Regions from separate parts of the Mus musculus genome. Here region 1 is linked to region 2. A link is a contact called in public promoter capture Hi-C data. All regions are on one chromosome and are shown on one strand. Each heading gives the region's core, a stretch centred on a gene start, on an enhancer-like site or on the middle of the called end of the contact. The rest is flanking DNA. Distances are from core to core; before and after follow the strand shown.

Evidence for each region. Capture Hi-C pulls out chosen DNA fragments and counts their contacts.
Region 1: a promoter capture Hi-C map of liver shows a contact between it and region 2. The contact joins two enhancer-like sites. A contact is called at or near these places in 12 of 39 promoter capture datasets (the 3T3-L1 cell line, 3T3-L1-derived adipocytes, the HPC-7 cell line and 8 more), 1 of 15 datasets of contacts at CTCF or cohesin (the NIH/3T3 cell line), 80 of 484 Hi-C or Micro-C datasets (the 3T3-L1 cell line, 3T3-L1-derived adipocytes, the 63-12 cell line and 51 more), 10 of 115 datasets of contacts at active chromatin or transcription factors (the 230-238 cell line, Th17 cells, embryonic fibroblasts and 4 more) and 4 of 9 other capture datasets (adipose tissue, embryonic stem cells, liver and 1 more).

What each region holds. Positions count from the first base shown.
Region 1 is chr17:65,930,429-65,937,138 of GRCm38.p6, forward strand. The region is part of intron 3 of Twsg1 (twisted gastrulation BMP signaling modulator 1); the gene reads right to left. Among named protein-coding and RNA genes, the nearest start is that of Twsg1, 17 kb to the right of the region's middle. Within about 2 kb of position 1,518, at least 132 of the 459 cell types and tissues checked have an H3K27ac peak or open chromatin away from gene starts, as enhancers often do. A contact at or near this core is called in liver, where this site is marked.
Region 2 is chr17:65,862,007-65,868,609 of GRCm38.p6, forward strand. Ralbp1 (ralA binding protein 1) reads right to left here. Exons shown (of 10, transcript NM_001198949.1): 2 at 5,526-5,824; 3 at 2,268-2,726. The coding sequence starts at 5,769. Among named protein-coding and RNA genes, the nearest start is that of Ralbp1, 20 kb to the right of the region's middle. Within about 2 kb of position 3,440, at least 11 of the 459 cell types and tissues checked have an H3K27ac peak or open chromatin away from gene starts, as enhancers often do. A contact at or near this core is called in liver, where this site is marked.

The DNA of each region.
Region 1 (6,710 bases), core at 268-2,767, 66 kb after region 2:
CATCAGCTGGGACCAGCTGTTCATACACACACACATTCACACACACACACACACACACACACACACGCACGCACACACACACACGCACGCACACACACAGTGGGAGACAGTTCACATCAAAACATAGCCCAAGGATGATCTTCAACGCCCAACCCTCCTATCCCTAACCTCTGTGCTGAGATTACAGATGTGTAAGACAACATCTGGCTTTATTTAGTTCTGGGGATTAAGTCTTGTGTATACTGTGTATACTGGTAGGCACTCCTTGTCTACTATACTTTAAAAACAGTCATGCTTCACACTTTAGTATCGATCATCTCTAATATGGAGCTTTGTGTCTTCCCTGGAGTAAAAGTTTGAAAAGTTAAGCCAAAATTTGTAAATTCTTTAAATTTTATAAATCAATCAATTCATTCTCTCTCTCTCTCTCTCTCTCTCTCTCTCCCTCCCTCCCTCCCTCCTTCCCTCCCTCCCTCTTCCCATCTTTATTTTTTACATATTCTTACAGAATTTGGCAAGAGCTGAGTAGAATAACATGTATCTCTCATAAAATTTAACTTAACAATTTAGATTATACGGCAGCATCACAGATTCGATGATCAAGTAAGAACACTTTACTCTCAGTGAGGAAACAGGCCCAAATCAAGTCAATGTCTTGTCTGCTATTACATAATCTAGGAACAGGGCCAGTATCATGACTCAACGCTCTCATGTTCACTGTCGCAATTACCATATGCTACAAGTAAGCCTCAAGTGCAGCGGACAGCCAGTGCTGCTTAGCAGACTGTTCAACACACACGCAAGTCTTCTGTCAGATTCTGTGGCAAAAGGAACCAGTAACCAGAGAAGACAGGGGGAATGCCTGAGTTCAAAGGTCAGACTTAAAACTCCAGTGCTTATCATCAAAGGGATCATTACATTACAGAAAATGCAGTGTTGTACATTTATAAACCTAGGCAGGTTTGTAATTTACATGGTGACCATTAAAGCCAGGACATGGAGGGGAACTGTAGGTAAGGTGGGGCACAGAAGCTGCCTCTTGGAAACAACCATGAACAAAGAGTCAGGTGACAAAGGACAGATTTTACTCTGGGAAGAGAAAGAGATGGAAACAGTCAGGACCCACAAAGGTGACAAGACAGCTAAGAGGCACAGAGGGACAGAACTGACACAGGACAGTTAGGGACAGCTGGCAACTGCATCTCTGGCACCTAGGATGGGAAGGAGTAGAATGGAAAGCCCAACACACTCTCTTAGGGCAGCTGGCTTCCTCCAGTCTGAGGGGGATGGGCGACAGAGCCTGAGGGTGGGCTGCTTCAGGAAGGATGCCCGTCACCAGAGCATAGGGATCATGAAAAGGAGAGGCAGCTTCCGCCACAGAGCCACAGCTGCTCAACACAAGAGACTGAGGCAGCCGAGATGACAAAGAACTGAACATCCACTCCACAGGCCTGGATCAAAAGCAGTAGCGTGAGGGAGCAGCAGTGACCCGATGAGAAGTGAGGCACGAGAACAGAGAGTTTCAACATCTAAAACCCAGCCAACGTGCAAATAAAAACCTCACATAATTCCAACACAAATACACTGGAAAGCATCGCCAACAAACCACTAAGTCAGACAAAAGAATGAGTGTTAGGGATGGAGGTCAAGGGTGACAAAATGTTGGGCATCAAAGTATCAATAAAGGAAAAACTATTGCTTACTGCTCCTTGTGTGTGTTTGTGTGTTCTGAGACAGGGTCTCTATACAGTACAGACTTGCCTTGAATTCACCATGTAGCCCAAGCTGGCCTCAGATTTGTGGCTATCCTCCTGTCTCAGTCTCCCAAGTGCTAGGATTACAGCATATGCCACCATGGTCAGTTAGAATGATATATTTCAAGTCCTGAGAGTAAGACTGTTAAACCCAGCAAGCTCATCCTTTTAAGTGAAGAAATAAAACAGTGTAGGACAAGGATGAACTAAAAACGGCTCATGACCACTAAGCTGTTGTTAGTTAAAGGAATTCTACGTCCACTTTACATCGGTACCGCCACCCATTCATCTGTGACAGACACCTGTGCTCCGTCCACACGTGAGCTCTGCGACAGTAGCCTGACACACATGTACGTCTGTACTACTAAGCTTAGGATTGTTGAACATAGAACAAAGCTTCAACATTTCTTGAGGAAAATATACTCTCAAACTTGTGCTTCAGAGTCTGAAGGCCTAGTTCCTCCTCACAGGAGAGCTCAGAGCCTTTCCTCACTGCCTCGGCCAGGGATGTCTGTCTCCCATGTCCCCTGTGTGGCTGTTTTCCAATGGTTCTTAACTGAACTCTCAGTTAAACCTGCTATTTTTCTTCAATCCGTGTTTTTCTCTTTGTTTTTCTGCCCTATTTATGTTTCGTTGGTCTTCTATTATAGCTTTTATTTTTCTCTCCAATGCGGAATGTAAATTTTCTTTTTAAAAAGACATCAAGTCTGGGAGTGCTGGCACACACCTTTGAGCCCAGCATTCAGAGGCAGAGGCAGGCGGATCTCTGTGAATTTCAAGCCAACCTGGTCACCACAGAGAGTTCCAGGTCATTGTGGTCTACACAGTGAGACCCTGCCTAATAAGGGACAAAGTCAGGAGAGGACCAGCATGAGTGGGGAGGGCAAGAGAGGATGCAGAGGTGGTAACCATGGTAACAGCACTCTGCAACCATCTATGGGAATCTCACGGTGGAGCTCCAGCCTTCGCTCACTTACTATATGAGGAGAAGAAAACTTAGTTCTTACATGGCTACAAACAAGTGGCCCAGTGACCCAGTGGTCCTGATGAACACCGAGGGCAGTTGGTGTGTGCTGTGTTTCTGCACTGTGCACCTGCCTGCCCTCTCCATCCCTCCTGTCTGTGCGCCCCTTCCCTAACACTCGTTCTTACTGTGAACGCACAGGGTCCTACCTCAGCCTTCCAGGATCATCACACCCAGGCATTATTTTTTTTCTAAAATCTTCTAGAATCTTCTTTAACTTGAAAGCTAATAAATTTTTATAGAGGATTATCTACAGGTAAATAAGTCTTTCTTAAAGTTGCTCAGCATTCTATGAAGTCTTTCAAGAACCCCTCACTCCAGAACTGGGACGTTTTCTTCTATTATTGTTTGACTTTAAAATTTTATTTATTTATTTATGTTTATTTATTTAGAGACAGTTTTCTTTGTATAACAGTCCTGGGTATCCTGGACCTTGCTTTGTAGATCAGGCTGGCCTCAAACTCAGACAGATCTGCCTAACTGCCTCCTGAGTGCTGGGATTAAAGGTGTGCTTCAACCACACCTAGCTGACTTTCTCCCCACCCGTCTATTTTAAATCTTTCTTTCCTTGAGTATCCTGTAATATTTTCAATCTGTTTGTTTTATAGTTCATGATATTCTAATGTTTATATTTATTTTATCATTTTATGTGTATGGGTGTTTTACCTGCATTCATAGCTGTGATATCGATGCACCCTGTGCATGCAGTGCCAATGGAGGCCTGAAGAGGGCACTGGATCCCCTGCAACTGGAGTTATAGACTGCTGTGAGCCATCAATGGAGGTGTAGAACTGAACCTGGGTCCTCAAAGTGAAGCCAGTGCTCTTCACCACTGAGCCATGTCTCCAGCCCCAAATACTGACATTAATTTCAACATTTGTTGGAACTCCATAGATTGAAATGGACCAAAAAACTTCTGGTGGTTCACTGCAGTTTCTTGCTGCTTCCACGGACTCGGGCTGGCTGGATGCACGCGCTGAGGCAAGCCACATGGAGGACACCTGATGTTTGGAGGGCATAAATAGGACTCCACAGAGTGATGGAGACAGAGCTTGGCTTGCTGGTATAGCTAGCTGTGCAACCTTTGTGGGTCTCACATCTTTGCTGATCTTCGCTTCCCTGAGAGAGGCACAGCCAAGAACTTCTGGTGACCCTTTGGGTCCCTCCTGTTGACATGTACGGAGGCAGAGGCCTGGCTATCTATTAGGTTGTGCCATTGTTGTTGCTATCCTGACTCTACTGAACTGGACTACTGGTGTATCAGTGAATTGTTTGCAAGTGGACCAAGCTGTTGCTGCTAATCTGTGAACTGAACTGAACTGCAGATTTTCAGACAACACAGGCGGGAGTTGCTCTAAAGAACCTTTCTAAACAGGTCCACCTCCCCTGTATCTTTTCTTTCCCACTACCTCTGGTGGGTGGTGGGCTAACAGGGAGGTTGAAGCATTTAAGAACCATCATTAAAAATAAGGTTTGAAAAACCTAAAGTTATACTATGATTTCTCTACACTCTGCTCTCAAGAAGTCTTTTAAGACTATTGTGTAAACAGTCTTTATCTCAGGATTTGAAAATTCAATGGGTATAGTAAAAAAATTCTGTAAAATCTGTAGCAAAATTTGGCTTAAACCTTTTAACAAAAAGGTTTATACTTCAAAACCTATTTATAGGTAATTTTAATTTGCTACAACATAACTCTATATGTGATATAACTTTTGTTTAGGATATATTGTAAATGTAACTTGGTGTTTTAGGGTTTTACTGCTGTGAATAGACATCATGACCAAGGCAAGTCTTATAAAGGACAACATTTAATTGGGGCTGGCTTACAGGTTCAGAGGTTCAGTCCAGTATCATCAAGGTGGGAACATGGCAGTATCCAGGCAGGCATGGTGCAGGAGGAGCTGAGAGTTCTACATCTTCATGTGAAGGCTGCTGGTGGAAGACTAACTTACAGGAAGCTAGGGTGAGGGTCTTAAAGGCCACACTCACAGTGACACTTCTACTCCAACAGGGCCACAGCTTCTAATAGTGCCACTACCTGGGCTGAGTGCGTACAAACCGTAACACTTGGATTCAACTCTTGTTTAAACTGAGTCATATAAAAAGTTCTGATATTCTATAATGATGCACTATAAAGGGATAAAGTTCCCAGTCTCTATTAACTAAATTTATAGTTTAAAGTTTTATTTTGGTTCTAAAGGCTCTTCAATTAAATCTTTAACTCAAAAATTTAAGGCTTAAACTTAACAGGCATAAAGCTGTAAAATCCTAATCTCATAAAAGCTTGTAAACTGTTAGATAATTAAGACATGTAAGTTAATGGTCAGTTAGCTTACTGACCTCATAAAGGATTCATGCTCTTTAATGCTCTCAGAGATATGCTTACAGCCATGTGTCATGGCTTAAATATGCTTGGCCCAGGGACTGGCACCATTAGGAGGTGTGGCCTTGTTGGAGAAAGTATGTCACTGTGAGGGTGGGCAATGAGACCTTCCTCCTAAGCACGTGGGAGCCAGTCTTGGTCATGGTGTCTGTTCACAGCAGTAAAACCCTACCTAAGACACCATGCTAAGTACAGTTGTAATTCATTCACAATGATGAGTTTTATTTAGCCTCCTGTATGTGTTTTCAAGTTAAGCCATGAAAAAAAGTTACTTGTTTTAAGAAGTAACTAAAAACAAGTAAAGTTTCTTTAACTCTGGTATACTTAATAGATTATGTTCCTCAAAGTTTTCAGAGATCTGGTGGGGATAGCATTTAAAATATTTAATGAAAAAGCTTCTATACTAGACAGAAACGCCAGCTCCTAGCAGCAGCAACTGTAAGGTCTCCGAAGAAGACAGACAGGGCGCCGAGGACTCCACCTGGATTGTGGAAAGGCTAAGCACTTGGGAAAACTGCCCATGCCTCACTGGCCACCAGGGCTCAGCCCTGAGGGTAGACTGCCTTTCATCTTCTGCCTGGTCAGAGTGAGCTAGTTTCCCTAAATCCTCTTCTACATAAAAACCTCTCAGACACTCTGGGCCTGGCAAAGGCCAGAGCTGCTCTGTGCTACAGCTAAAGATTTAATGCTGCCTTGTTTGATAGCCAAAGAAGGACCACTGCCCCCCAGAGAAGCCACTCAGACCATGGGCGCCTAGGGTAACTGCCCAGGTAGCATTACATGTCTAGCACTTTAAAACAGGTCATTTGGATTATAGCACCTGCTAAGGGTCAGCCTCAGAGCTCTGAGGATGTTGGTGGCTAGGCTCCAGTAGCTTTGTCAAACAGCAGCAGTCACACCAGCAACTTCCCCAAGACTGCAGCTGCCCTGTTAGGTCACTGAATCAGGCCTCAGGCCTCATTTTCCTAGAGCTACTAGGTCTCCTGCTGAGAAAAGCTGACACAATTTACCCTGCTGGCAGACCTCACTCCAAAGGAGATAGTCACTAAATGAGTTTAAAAAGTTTTCAGATTTCATTCTCTCTCTGCCATTGTTAGACTTCGAGAGTTCAGGGTTTTATAATCAATGGAGTTCTGATAAGCTATTAATCTAGCCCTGGTAGTCTCAGAAACCTGGGACAAATGGCTAACTGAGGTACCTATTAACATATCAAGACAGATGCTGGCCAGGTCTCCCAGCATCCCTCAGTACCCGTGACTCCTCCCAGAACTCCTCACCTTACCCTAACCCTCTTCCTCCCAGGGGCTGATCTTCCTGCAATCTTTACTGAAAGAATGTGTTGGACTGTACGATGGAAACAAGCAGGGTCTCTGAGTGGACATCAGAGAGAGGAAAGTTAGTGCTGGGGAAGGGTCAGTGGGTCATAGGGTCTGGACTCCATTCCCAGCACCACAGGGCAGCTCACAACTGTCTCCAACTGCAGGGATCCAGCAGCCCCTTCTGGCCTCCACGGGCCTTGCACCCAATGTGCAACAACATACACACAGG
Region 2 (6,603 bases), core at 2,190-4,689:
GGAGCAAATGAAGCTATAATCTGAGCATATGCACTGTGCACAGAAAGCCAGGTTCCTGAGTCCTCAACAAGACAGACAGTATAAAATGAAACTCGGTCAGTCTGTCACACTTAGCCTTTCCCAGCTGTTTCTTTGTAACTAAGTCCATGTTGCAGAACAAAGCTCCTGGAAAATTGTTCTCTATTGTACAACACCCACCTAATTTCTATTTGAAAGTTTGAGTTCTTTTTTGGCCTGCGCAGTGGTGGTCTTTAATCCCAGCACTTGGGAGGCAGAGACAGGCGGATTTCTGAGTTCAAGGCCAGCCTGGTTTAAAAAGTGAGTTCCAGGACAGCCACGGCTACACAGAGAAACCCTGTCTCGAAAAACAAAACAAAACAACAACAACAAAATGGAAATTTCGGGCTGGCGAGATGGCTCAGGGGGTCAGAGCACTGACTGCTCTTTTGAAGGTCCTGAGTTCAAATCCCAGCAACCACCACATGGTGGCTCACAACCTTTTGTAATGAGATCTGACGCCCTCTTCTGGTGTGTCTTTAGTCAGCTACAGTGTACTTATGTATAATAATAAATAAATATTTGAAAAAAACCCTGGAAACTTCATAAGGAATTCTAGTCAGAATAGAGTAGTATAAAAGTACATTTAATGTTGAAAGTATTATGACGCAAATACAGAACATTATTTAAATTGTCTTTCAACTAGTGTTTGCTTTTTCATTTATCTACATTTATCAGACATCTGTGCACCAAGGGCATGCCTGGTGCCCAGAGACCACAAGAGGGCGTCAAAGCCCCTGGAACTAGATTACAGACAGTTGTGAGCTGGAAATTGAAGCCGGGTACTCTGGAAGAGCAGCCAGTCTCTTAACTGCTGAAACATCTCTCCAGCCCCTTTCAAGTTCATTTTTAAATTAGAACTGATATAAACGAGAACCAAACATCTCCAGGGAAAAAAGGCATTATCATATTAACAAATAGCAAAGCCAGGGTTGGGGGCCAAGGATGTATGTGAGTGACAGGGCCCTTGCTTCCCAAGAACATGGGCCCTGGGTCAAATCTCAGTCAGACAAGTGGGGTAGAGGAGAGACACAGCTACACAGATAGTGTGCCATGGTGTGAGGCTGCCAGTGTGGAAACAACTACTGAATGCTCTCACAAAAAAAGAGGCATTCTATTAGGAATGGTGAGGTTTTCCAAAAGATACAAATATCAAAAATAGGTCAGAAACAAAAGAATTTTTGAACAAAGCTACAGAAAATTTTCAAAGAAACATTCATTCCCCCCCAGTCTTCATGCTTATCAAGATAGTGTGGGGAAAATAGCTTCTATCACTGTTTAAATCTTCAAAAATCAATCAATAAAAATAATCGTAAAAATCAACCTTGCATGCTTGTGTATAATTCTTATGAAATAGAAACAATGAAGCATTTTATCTACTGGGTCATAAAAATGTTACCCCAAGTATCAAATCTATGTGCTAGAAAGGATACTAGCCAATTAAATGGAAAACTTGCTTAATCTTTCTCTTTGGTCTAAACATACAGGACACACCTGTTGCCATAAAGAGTTAAGTGATCAAAGCGCTCCATGAAAACCACTCTCCATGGGAGTGTAACACAGGTGCAGATACTGCCTACCTTGGAGCCTGAATCCCAAGTTATCACAGAACTCATGCTGCTTTTGAAGAAATCTTTGTACTTCTAAATAACGTATATATTGCTTGGTTCTAGATTCCCAATATGTAACACATAACAGCCGAGCATAAACTACAATTTCCTGTAGAAACTGTGTGTAGATGAACCGATTGTCAGTTTCACTGACATTTGCAATAGCTGTATGAGGCTGACAGGAACATTCACGTTTGGCCCAACCATCTAGAAAACAACTCTCTGTGTGTTCAGTCACACTGAGGAAACAGACCACAGGCTGTGTCATTAGCCATCTCTTGGCTGAAAGCTTCCTTCACAGAGCTCTCAGCCTTCCCAACACCTAGGCTTAGAAAGACGCTGAGACAAGACTCGGCACCTCAGCCTGTTACACGCTACAACCCACATGCTTCATTCTGCCCAGCTGCTGCAAGCTGCGACTGGCTTGGGAGTAAAACCTCGCGGAAGGAAACTGCACGAGAACCAGCCACGATGGTGGAGGTCATGTAGGGACCACGCAAGCGACTACGGTTTAGGCTCCTTACAAGATAGCACACTTTAGGAAGCCAAGTGCAGCTAATCTGCTAAAGCCACCGCCAAGCAGCCTTCACGTCCCCATACCTGACACCCGGTAGACGCCTTCACACTTCATGCCGTGCTTCTCCATGTAGTCCACACACTCCCGGAAGACAGCTGGCAGCCGGACGCCGTCGTACATCATGGTCCTCTCTACTGCGTCAACCAAGGGAACCCCAAAAATGGGCTTGACACTCGGTGCGTCCATCTGAGGCACCTCTGGCTCCTGAATTGGCTTTTTCTTTTTCTTCTTTTCCTTCCACTGTTTAACAACATCAGCTGCTGTCAAGTCTTTCGATTTCTTTTCTTTATGCTTTTCCTCTTTGTGCTTTTCTTCTTTATGCTTTTCTTCTTTGGGTTTTTCTTTGATTTTAAAATCTTTTTCCTTCTTTTTAGAGAAACTGGGCTTTTTGAACACATGGATTCCCTTGGACCTCTTCACCTTGGAAGGACTTTCAGCTTCATCTCCAGAGCTGTCTTCCTGGAAGGCAGCGTAGCCTTCAGCTGCCAAAGAAATGCAGTATAAATTGTGGTTAGTCACAAGCTTCCTAACAAGAGAAACAAAAAGGTGGCCCCTGGCAGGAGCTATCCAATCTCTGGCCTCTTGAGCCTCTAAAACAAAATCATCAAAAGACAATAGAGTAGTGACACTCAGTGACCACAAGAGGGCAACAGATAGCAGCTATCATTGCAATATCAATGTTGAGAGGAAAGTAGTAAGTAGTTAGTATGTGTATGCAAGCCGAGTTCTGAGAAACACTAAAGTATGAACACACATGAAACAGTAAACACAGAGGACTAATGCGATCAATCCTGAAAAACGGACATGGGGCCAGTGCCTTGGGCAACCTGGAAGCACTTTACAAACTGCACAACTGTTCGTGTGCTCCAGGCACTCCCATATGACCCCCACCCATCACTTGCCTTTCTGGAGCACCGACCACAGCCTCCTTTAAACTGAAGGCTGAATGTAAATGATTATCTGATGCATTAGGAGCAATGTCTGCATTCTGACAAAGACTCCAACTGCCTTAACACCAAGTCAGAATTACTAGTTTGTAGCATAATGTTACTATGTAGCATATGTCCTTATGTAAAGATGACCCATGTATTATTCAAATGCTGATTTCTCTGCCCCCAAATCTGGTTACAATCTGGACATGCCATTGTAATGCTGCTTCTAAGAATTTCCAGTCTCAATGTTATGTCAACATTGCTCCCAATTTACTATCTGATTTGTCAATAAAAGCTGATCAGCCAATGGCTGAGCAGAGGAGAGAAGAGGGCTGGATTTCCCAGCCAGAGAAGGGGGAGGGGAGGGAAGGAGAGGAAGGGAGAAGGGAGAGAAAGAGGGAGAGGGAGAAGGGAGAAAAAGAGGGAGAGGGAGAGGGAGAAGGGAGAAGGGAGAGGGAGAGGGAAAAGGGAGAAAAAGAGGGAGAGGGAGAAGGGAGAAGGGAGAGAGAAGGGAGAAGGGAGAAGGGAGAAGGGAGAAGGGAGAGACTTCACCCTCTCCAGGTGAAGGGTGAACACACCTAGAGCAGAGAAAGGCAGACCAGAACTAAAATGCAGTACCCTGGGGATATTGGCTGGGAGGTAGCCAGATTGCCTTAGAGGATTAAAGAAGATTAATAACTGCTCAGCCAGTGTACTGTAAAGCTTGATTAAATAAATCATATAGTCTGTCTCATTTATTTGGGAGCTAGGCAGGATAAAGACTGTAATTATTCTTTATGTAAAGATAATTTACATAATGTGATGTAAAGGATAATGTAAAGAATAAAAATGATCACTTTTAAAACTGCACTAACACCAATTTGCTTTTGTTTGTTTTTTAGGGATGAGTCTCACCACGACACCCAGGCTGGCTTACACTGGCCACAGGTGATGCTTCTGTATTGGCCTCCAGAATAGTTTGTCTATCGGCATGCATGCACACAGCTCTTTGCTCCCCTCCCTCTCCCCTCTCTTTTGACTGGCTACTTTCTACCTCCCTCCCTACCTACCTGAGACAAGGTCTCTCTATAGAGCTCTGACTGTCCTGGAACTCAGATTGGCCTTGAACTCAAAGAGATCCTCCCACCTCTCTGCCTTCCAAGTGATTAGCTGTGTGGACTACAATGTCCAGCAACTTCCTTCCTACTGTTATCTTGTGTGTGTGTGTGTGTGTGTGTGTGTGTGTGTGTGTGTGTGTGTCCGTATCAGTGTACACTACACCAGACGCATCAGGTCCCTGCAGCTCGAGTCCCAGTGGTCAGGAGGTCATGTGTGCTCTGGAAGAGCAGCACTCTGAACCTGAGCCCCCCACCCCTCCAGCTTACCTTGCTGTTTCCAATAACCCCAAAGGCTATTGCTTTCTGTAGAGCTACCTTACAAGTTACTTTATAACAAAGATTAAAAATAGTTTCTAAATTATCTTTTAACCATAAACACCATAAGCCTTGAACTAACCAGAACTGCAAAAATCTTAAGGGCAAGATGGGGGCAGTGGCACAGGCCTAGTCCCGGCACTCTGGAGGCAGAGGCAGGCTGATCTCTAAGTTGAGGCCAGCCTGGTCTACAGGACAGCCAAGACTACACAGAGAAACCCTGCCTTAAAAACCAAACTAAATCAACCCAACCAATCAACCAAACAAACGCTTTCATTTTCTTAAGCTCCAACTCAGGCAGTGCCAACCTGTGAAGAAAGACGTGAGCTCTGGGGACAGGAATGGAGACCCCCTTTAAGGCAGTAGAAGGCATGTCCAACAGGCTTCATCACCAGGTCCTGTGCTGGTCACAGTCCAAGCTACCTTCAAGTAACACAGTAGTCACAGAATCTGTAACTTCCCAGGCAATTAACATACTATGATTTTTTTTAAAGTAATACTAAATTGCCTTATTTGCTTTTAACATACTAAACAGCTATAATTAGGCAATCAATCCTCCCTAAGAAGAGACTCCGGGAATGAAAAGCTAACAGATAACTTCTTTCACAGTTCCAACAGTTCCCAAATGACCACAAAACCTAGCAGGGTTTAACCAGCTGAGCAAAATTCCAGCTTCTACTCTTTATACACCATTTGAAGCTACCACTCTTACAATGCACACTGGGAGACTCACCCTTTCTGGAAACTTGGTGTCTTTATCTGTGACACAAAGACAAATTAAGGAACCATGACCTAAAGGACAGCACATGCCTAGATACATTTCAGAAGAGGACGGGAGCCTGCAGTCAGAGCAGGAGGTACCTACGGCCTATCACGCTAGCTGCGCCCGAGAGACCCCTCAAGAGACCAAGGCGCAGGCCTGAGAGTCAGCACTTACTCCTTTTCTCCTTTTTCTTAAATTTCCCTTTTTTCTTTCCATGGTCTTTGTCGTCATCTGACACTGTATCAGGAGGCTCATGGAGGACGTCATGGGGAGGCGAGGGCTCGCCTGTCCGGTACAATCCAGGGAACTTTGTAGGACTGATCTCCTCAGAGCTGGGGGTCCGGGTCAGCCCGCTGCCATGCTCGGCCCTGCGGTGTTCACTAGGGCTGCTGCTCGGGGGCAGGAAGCACTCAGTCATGCTGATGCCCTGCCGAGGAAGGGAAGTGGTCTTCTCTGTTACCTATCCATTACACCTGCATGGAAGAAAACATGGGCAGTCAGCACATACTCAACAAGACGCAAAACCACCGTGAACACTCAGCAGTGAACCCCGCATCTACAGACAACACCCCCACCACACTGTGACCTTACACTCCAGGGATTATATACTTCAGTTCTCAGGAGCCTGAAGCACTAGGACCCTCTCGCACTGGGCAGGCACATCAGAAGAAAATCAGAAGTCTCAAGGAAGACGCAGGCACCTGTAATTCCACCATCCGAAACTGAGCTGCAAGTCTGAGGCCAACCTGAGCAACATAGCAAGTTTCAGGCTATCCAGGGCTACAGAGTGATGGCCGGCCCCAATCAAAATAATAATGAGTTCCTTTTAAAAAGAATTCAATCACTGGGTGTGGCAGTGATGCCTTTAATCCCAGAAGGAGGCTGAGGAGGTAGGTCTGTGTGCGTTTGAGGCTAGCATGGTGTGTGGGTGTGTGTGGGTGTATGTATAGATAGATTGGGGGGGGTGGGGGAGGTGTACAGGACAGCCAGGGCTATGTAGAGAGACCCTGTCTTTAAAAATATAAATAAACTTTAGCCGGGCGGTGGTGGTGCACGCCTTTAATCCCAGCACTTGGGAGGCAGAGACAGGTGGATTTCTGAGTTCGAGGCTACCCTGGTCTACAGAGTGAGTTCCAGGACAGCCAGGGCTATACAGAGAAACCCTGTCTCAAAAAACAAAAAACAAAACAAATATATATAATTTAAAAAACCTCATCAATGAAAAGGGCTTCATTTAGAGTTATTCAACATA